2 separate regions of the Hordeum vulgare genome follow, and region 2 is linked to region 1. Evidence: chromatin contacts called from public Hi-C data. All regions are on one chromosome and are shown on one strand. Each heading gives the region's core, a stretch centred on a gene start, on an enhancer-like site or on the middle of the called end of the contact. The rest is flanking DNA. Distances are from core to core; before and after follow the strand shown. Region 1 holds the start of LOC123409702. Region 2 holds the start of LOC123407290 (serine/threonine-protein phosphatase 4 regulatory subunit 2).

Region 1 (3,876 bases), core at 1,021-3,520:
GCCTGGGGCCGGAAGGGGGAGGGATAGTGTGGGAGCAAGTATGTGCTTTTTTTTTGCGAATAGCATGTGCTCTTCCTGTGTTCATCCTCTTCTGCTCCTAAGATTTAGATTTTTCAGGTACTCATCAATTTCCATTCCTCTTTAGTGATTGTACAGGACATCCATGGAGATAGGTCGTAGGAGATCAAAGGCGTAATCGCTAGTACCTGCTCCCAATGGAGCTCCTTCGTCCATGAACAGGACACCAGTTGTGAACACAACATTACTTCAACTCCATCATGTTGCAATCCCTTGTGGGTACTAGAATCCTCTTTGTTATCGAAGGTGTATTCGTTGGTATCGACATGGAGAATATGTGCAAGTTCAAAGTGTTAGGAAATAACAACCGTATTTTCCTCATGGTTCCCATTGAGGATAGACCCAAAAACCATGATGATGGACATGGGGTGATAGGAAAATTCTAGGGAAGTAGCCAAAGCTATAAAGGCTAAATCCATGTGATAGAAAGGTTGACATATCGGCTGGTGCATGCCTATCAGACCAGGAAAGATTGCTCGCCAAGGTGCATGACATACAAGACACAAATATGCCTAGGATGAACAATATCCGATTGCTAGTCAAGAAAGTAGACCAAATTGCAAGCAGGGTGGCAATCAAAGGGCCGGAGAAGGAGAAGCTGATGGTGGCGTGTACCATTGTAGCTAGCTCCACATTCCTTGTGCCGCGAGGTACAACCGTAAAAATTGCAAACGAGTTGCTTCAGTACTTACCTTGTTAGAAGTTGATGACCTCCTTCTCCAACTCTTCTATTGACACCTTGCTACCAATACTATTTTCTTAACTCTAACAATCGGAATATTGGTCATCCTAGGCATATCTGTCTCTAGTATGGCATGTACCTTGATAGAAATCGTTCCCGGTCCGTTAGGCACACACCAGCCGATATGTCAATCTTTCTACCACATGGCTTTAGCCCTGTAGCTTTGGCTATTTTCCTAGAATTCACCTACCATCCCCATGTCCATCATCACTGTTTCCGGATTCTATCCTAAAAATGAGAGTCATGGAGAAAATGCAGTTGTTGTTCCTAACACTTTGAACTTACACACATCCTCCATGCCGATACAAGCTAGCACACCTTTGATGAGAGGGTTCCAGTACCCGCAAGGGATTGCGGCGTGATGGAGTTGAACACCAGGCTCACAATCGGTGTCGACGAAGAAGGAGCACCATTGGGAACTGTACAAGCATTGAAGGGGAAGGGGGGGGGGGATCGATGAGCGCTTGAGAGAACTACGTAAATCTTAGGAGAAGAGGAGGATGAACACACACTGGTGGCACATACCTTGCTCCCACTTCCGGCCCCAGGTCTCACCGCGGTGTTTTGGTGTGTGGCTCTGGCTGGCATTTTATACACACACGCCACACCCCCCAGGCCCCCACCCATGTGCTCAAGGAACTAACTAATGGCCTAGCAAGTCTAGAGAAAAACGTTTTATGCTGCTACACCACACTTTGCCACCGCATGATCTTTAGACCTTAGTCCTTTTCATCATGATGCAAGGAGGTAACAAATCAAGGAATGAGGCATGGTCAAAAAAAATGTGGGGGGAAGTTGGCGTACGTACGTGAGCACGCAGCAGTACGTCCAGACGAAATGCGCAGGCCACAGGCCGACGATGACGGCCGAATCACCGAGGAAAACAATGGCGACGACGACCGGACCGATCAGAAGAGCTGCAAATAAAATGCAATACGCAAATGCTCCATGCATGCTTTGGGTAGCTATGGAAAAAAAAAACATATCGAGACCTCTGACTTTGGAGGACAGGGAGAGGCGGGGGATGGTGTATGTTGGTTACCTTTGGCGGAGCCGAGTAGCAGGAGGAGGAGGAAGAATGGCAGGAACGACGCGAGGCTCCAGAGCTTGGCGAGGAAGCCCACCGGGACGTTCATGGATCAGCAGCAGCCAACCAGTTGCCTCCTCTCTGCCCTGAAACAACCCAGAGAAAGGGAAGAAGGAAAAGGAAGACGCCGGGGGTCCCTGTCGGCAGGTGAGAGTCCCGAGCGGCGTGCTGTGGAGCTGCCGTGGCGCGCCACGTTGTGCTCTGCATGGGGCGCTCCCAAATTCTTTACTCGAAAGGCCATGGTGGGCACACCTGTCTCGTCTCCCTGCCCTGCAGCACATCTCAAAGAGCTTCAACGCCAACGGAAAATTCCTATGACTTGCGCCACTTTGGATCCATACGCATCAACAAGACTGTGCTCTCGTCCCTTCCTCATAAACGAGATACATCATATACTGTGCATTGCTACAGCGGCAAGAATTATCGGCTTTGAGAACTACAGACGTTAGGAAATAGACATCACACGTTCAAATCAAGCGCCTTGGCGTTAAGTTGGCCGGCCCACAAAACGTCAGGAAATAGGGACAACAGAATGACACCCCATCAATTATTTCCGCCCAAAAAATAGCTTGTGACGGGAGAAGAGCCTGTAGAAAAGCTGAAGCTACCGTGCATTTTTTTTTAGTCTAATAAAAATGCCAACCAACAAATTCTGGGGTTTCACTCTTTCGACAAACGCTTGCGGCCCAGATGGTGGCTGGAAACCGGCAATAGACAGGTCAAGCAGCACGGCTGCGCATGATGCCACACGCTCCATGTTCAGACGGCCTCGGCTTCGTCACCGCCCCCATCAGATTAGAGCTGTCTATCTTACGTGAATGATCATCTTGTTCAAGAGATCCTTGTGCTCCGGAAAATATTCCAGCAACTCGGCTTTGGTCACCCACGCATGGTCCTCACACCTCCTGATGTCAAAATGCGTCGTGCCGATCACTTGCGACTTGAAGAAGAAACGCTGCTAGATGCATATACCAGGATTAGGAGATCATCACATGACAGTGCATCAAAAATAATGTGTCGATTGCTTTGACAAAATGCAAGCAAGTCTTCTTTTATTCAATGATACGCATGCTATGTGCGTAGAAGAAGAAAAATGGTGAACCAAGAAATACCTTGAATGGTGAAACGCTGGAATCCTCTTTTTGTTCAGTTACCATGTGAGCCATTGGAGCGTTGCCAACAAAATATGTATTGTCAAGCCCGCCGAGAACAGATTTTAGGGCTGATTCGGCGCACTGAAATCAAATACACAAAATATGAATAAGGATGGTATTATGAAATTACAATTTTAAACTACCAGAAACTTGACAAATAATATAAGGAAATAAACTGGAAGTGAACTAAAGCATGGATCATCTGATAAAAAATTGAAGGCCCTTTTCAGAAGTTCATACCGAACGCAAGGTGTCTTCATTTTCATACACTTTTTCTGGAAAATGCCAGACGGGCTTGCCATCAGGAGCCCCAAAAGTTTTGCCATACAGGAGAAGATAGAGCTTATTATCCAGAGCTCGTTGTAGTGACCTACAGAAAACATTGGATTAGCGTGAGCTCACAGTGTTATACTCACAGAACAGCATTGTCACAATATATACTTGAGTTTCAGGATATGATGAGTGTTTTGCATGAAACACACAATACCAAATAAGATACTGCTGTATGAGGTATGTCTGCCATCTTCGGGCTGGGAATAAGTAAAGCATCAGAGTTATCCAGGACTACTAAAGATAAAATTATGACGACAGTGCGTATCTTTGTAACTGCTGGTGATGTGGACAGGATAGTATCAGTTTGCACAGCAGAGGGAACAGCAATGGGTGGAGTTGAGCGCATTGACATGACACGGTTTGCTGATATCTTTACCATAAGTACTCTGATTCCAGTCTGAACATCTGCCCCAGGTTCCACTTCGATCAAGGAGAGATGTTAGTGATACTCTACACACTCTTAACTGCATGTGTGTGTAGGG
Region 2 (3,876 bases), core at 607-3,106, 310 kb after region 1:
CCGCACAAGACCCTGCAAAGCACACTGCGTGGCAGCGCCGCCTCCTCGTCGCCCAGGAGGACGAGCGGGTCATGGCGGAGTGGCGCCGGCGCCACCCGGAGGACGTCGCCTACGAGCAGGATTATTGGGCAAGGCGCCGCGAGGAGGACACGCGCCGGCGCCGCGAGGAGCGGTTGGACAGGCATCGGCGGAAGGCATTGGCGAGTGCGCAGGCCGACATCGTCGCAGCAGGCGGGAGGTCCTTCTTCACCGAAGAAGATGACCGTTGGTTGGACATCTGGCTGTCAACCTCTGACGACACCAACGACGATGACGATGGTGGTGATGATTGGAGCGACTGGGATTAATAAAAGTTTTATATTTTCGAACTATCTATCTACTTGCACCGAACTATCTATCTATATTTTCGAACTATCTATCTAGTTGCAATCTATGTAAAATAATTTTGTATCCTTTTTTATTTTATGCAATATTTTTATTTTGCCCATTTTGCAATTGAAAATGTTGTGCGCGCGCGCTGCATTTTTACCCGCTGCTGGAGCGGCGCGCGCGCTGCACTTTAGCGCTGCTGCTGGAGCCAGCGCTGCGCGACGCGCCAAACCAGACGATGGGCGCGCGGCAAACAGGTTTTTTAGGCGCGGCCCGAAGCGCGGCTGTTGGAGATGCTCTTATCAAATTGGTTTTATTTTTATATCTTGTGTTTATCTATAAGTGTTCTTTTAAGCCCCCCTCCCCCCAACACACACAAAAAGGGATATGTATTTGGCACTCTTCTAATCGTAAGTATATAACTTTATTGTGTCATGAATCATGTAGAGGCATTTGCATCGGTACACAGAAGTTCATTTTGATCTTCTTTTATACAAGGATTTTATATGAAAGTATATCAATTTTGAGGATTTAGGTACTTAGGGCACTTCAAATTGTTGCAAAAAGTGAGGTGTTTTGGCTCCCACGCTCAGATGAGTCTGAAAATAAACAAACAAATCATTTAAAATACTAAAAAATTAAAATTTTAATGTGGAAAGATGCTTTAGCGTGTGATGTACATGCTAAATTTCATTAAAATACTAAAAATTCAACCTTTTAATGGAGAAAAATGCTTGAGTGTGTGATGTACATACCTAATTTCAAAATATTTGGATGTAGGAGTAGCTGTGAGTGAAAATGACAAATTTTGAGTCCGTAAAAAAGTTTATTGTTTGTGCATTGTTCGAACCCTATTTGGTTTGTTTTGTTGAGAGCTACTTTGATGTTCAAATGCTTTGAATTTTGACATGGACCTCACACATTCAAAATATCTTCCATATAAATAAATTTATTTTTTCAAATTTTACTAGTATTTTTGTAAAATTTGTTGTTCATGAGATGCAAATGAGCCTGTTCTTTTAACATAGTACAAATATAAACGTTTATATGCGCGCATACAATCATCTTTATGAACGTATATCCTACCTCTATGAGCATTTTCGAAAGACTGAACCGACATATTATCTTTAAAATTTACGAAGTCACCATAATCATAAACGTTTTCTTTCATCGAATGCGCATCGTCGAAAACTAAAAAATAAACTCAGAAATAAATATAAACACTAGAATTAAACTCTAATGAATTGAGAATACCACAATCTCTTCAACCATTTAACTGCAAGTTTTTTTTTTTGAACTTACCATTTAACTGTAAGTTGGTTTGCAATGAGCGTCGGCTGAGAATTGAATATTCGTACCAGTCCGTTTTTCCCTTTTCTACCCACCACTTACCCTGACCCACCACCGCTGCCAGGGTTGAACAGACCATTTTACCCCTGACTCGATCCTGAAGCCGCCGTACGCCCGCACCCAAACTTCTCTGGTCCTGATCCACCCTAGCCAGGTTGCCAGCCAGCCAGCCAGCCAGGCCCCTCCCGCAGCCGGCCTCCCACTCGCCGCTCATAAGGCCGCCGCCCGGAGCTCGCCCCACCGGCCACCATTCCGCCACCCCCGCCGCAGGAAAGCAAGGTCCTAGGTGCGCCCCTCCTCCCCCCTTCCCCACACTCCTCCTCTCTCGCCTCTCCCGGCCTTCGGGTTTCGCGGAGCCCTCCCCTGCTGGTTTGGATCAGGGGCGTGTTTGTTGCCGCCGTCTGTTGATTGGGCACGGGGAGGCTCGAGCAGGTACTGCGTGGGTGCTGGTTCGGTGCCGTCCATTGCCTCGATGCGGTCGTCCGCTCCGTGATTTGGGTGTGATTGGTGGTGGTGCATGCTATTCGGACGCGGAGACGTCGTGGCCATGAGCTAGGGTTGTGGCGCGGCGCCGGGGAGCTAGCATGTGGCGGTTAGTGCTGAGACGAATCGTTAGTTTGGGATGGGGAAGGAGTGCTGCCATGGGAGAGGCGGGGAAGATGAACGAGACTGCCTGCGATTAGATAGGATGTGGAATGATTTGTGGTGTTTTAAGGGAACCAGGACGATGTGATGAATACCTGAATTTCTTGTCTAAGAATTTTTGCCATTTTGCAGTTACTGGAAGGGTTGGGCATGGAGGGTGCGGCAACGGAGAACTCGACGGGGCCCAGGGTGGCTCCGGAGGTGGCTGACCACGCAGGTCAGCATGTCGAGGGCTCGGCGGTGCCCATGGTGGTGCCAGAGGCGGCTGTCGAGGCGGAACAGCATGTCGAGCGCTTGACATTGCCCATGGTGGTGCTGGAGGCGGCTGTCGACACGGACCAGCATGTCGAGGGCTCGACAGCACCCATGGTGGTGCCAGAGGCAGCTGTTAACGCAGAGCAGCATGTCGAGGGCTCGGCAGTGCCTGTGGTGGTGCCAGAGGCAGCTGTCAACGCAGACCAGCGTGTTGAGGGCTCGACTGTGCCTATGGTGGTTCAAGAGGAGGCTGTCGACGCAGACCAGCGTGTTGGCGCCGTGGCAGCGCCCATGGTGATGACTGAAGCAGATGTAGATGCAGACCAGCGTGCTGACGGCGTGGCAGCACCCATGGTGATGATTGAAGCAGCTGCTGACGCGGGTCATCCTATCGAGGATGCGGCCACCCAGGACAGGAAGGACGGGTAATCCATTCAAATTTATGTGGCCGCTGTGGTTCTGTAGATCTAGCTTTCATTATTGTCATTTTCCTTTTCACGGAAGCTTTAAATGATTGTTAGGTACTGAAACTTATATGTGCATGCATGGGTACTTGGGTAGAGATTTACTCCCTCCGTATCGAAATATAAGACCTTTTAGAGATTTTACTATGGACTACATACAGATGTATATAGACATATTTTAGAGCGTAGATTCACTCATTTTGCTCCGTATGTAGTCCATAGTGAAATCTCTAAAAGGTCTTTGATAGGAATAGGATCCCTACCAGACCTAGATCGCAGGTTATATGGGTGGAAGGGTGGCTGGCGTTGTGCTGGGCGCGGCTGCCGGTGGCGAGGCGCTGTTGTCGCACGCGTGAGAGAGAGAATAGGGCGGCTAGGGTTAGGGCACCGGCTCCTGCTAGGAGCCGATCAAATAGATTGATTCTGCTTAACCTCAAACGGTGTCTCTTACATGAGTATATATAATCTCTCTAGGCTAGGAAATATAATAAACTGGGCTAAGCCCCTAATACTATAAGATAACTGGGCCAGCTTGCTTTAACTGGGCCTTTGCTGGTTATAATGTAAACCGGTCATAACAGTCTTATATTTAGGAACGGAGGGAGTAGAGTACAGACCATAAAGATGCCCATATTACCTGGATCTGTGATGCGTGGCTATTGCTGCATTGGTTGTTCGTATGAGCTTGAAGCAAGGCCAGGTAGACACTTGTGCATACCAGCGAACCTGAATGCAAGTAAAGTTAAAGAATGGTGAAATAAGAATCCAACAACCATTGTGCTGACACACATTT

The links. A called contact is a pair of places that touch in the nucleus more often than the background predicts.
Region 2: a Hi-C map of seedling shows a contact between it and region 1, with 3 times the contacts expected there. The contact joins the promoter of LOC123407290 here to the promoter of LOC123409702 in region 1. A contact is called at or near these places in 1 of 6 Hi-C or Micro-C datasets (seedling) and 1 of 1 datasets of contacts at active chromatin or transcription factors (embryo).

The regions. Positions count from the first base shown.
Region 1 is chr7H:136,019,909-136,023,784 of MorexV3_pseudomolecules_assembly, forward strand. LOC123409702 reads right to left here and starts at 2,271. Exons shown (of 10, transcript XM_045102564.1): 1 at 1,863-2,271; 2 at 1,629-1,737. The coding sequence starts at 1,956. It overlaps LOC123409703 (39S ribosomal protein L46, mitochondrial), which reads right to left. Exons shown (of 6, transcript XM_045102566.1): 4 at 3,302-3,431; 5 at 3,020-3,142; 6 at 2,374-2,862. The coding sequence ends at 2,713. LOC123409704 (a long non-coding RNA gene) reads right to left here and starts at 1,231. Exons shown (of 2, transcript XR_006612892.1): 1 at 1,106-1,231.
Region 2 is chr7H:136,334,314-136,338,189 of MorexV3_pseudomolecules_assembly, forward strand. LOC123407290 (serine/threonine-protein phosphatase 4 regulatory subunit 2) reads left to right here and starts at 1,857. Exons shown (of 8, transcript XM_045100396.1): 1 at 1,857-2,005; 2 at 2,497-3,044. The coding sequence starts at 2,515.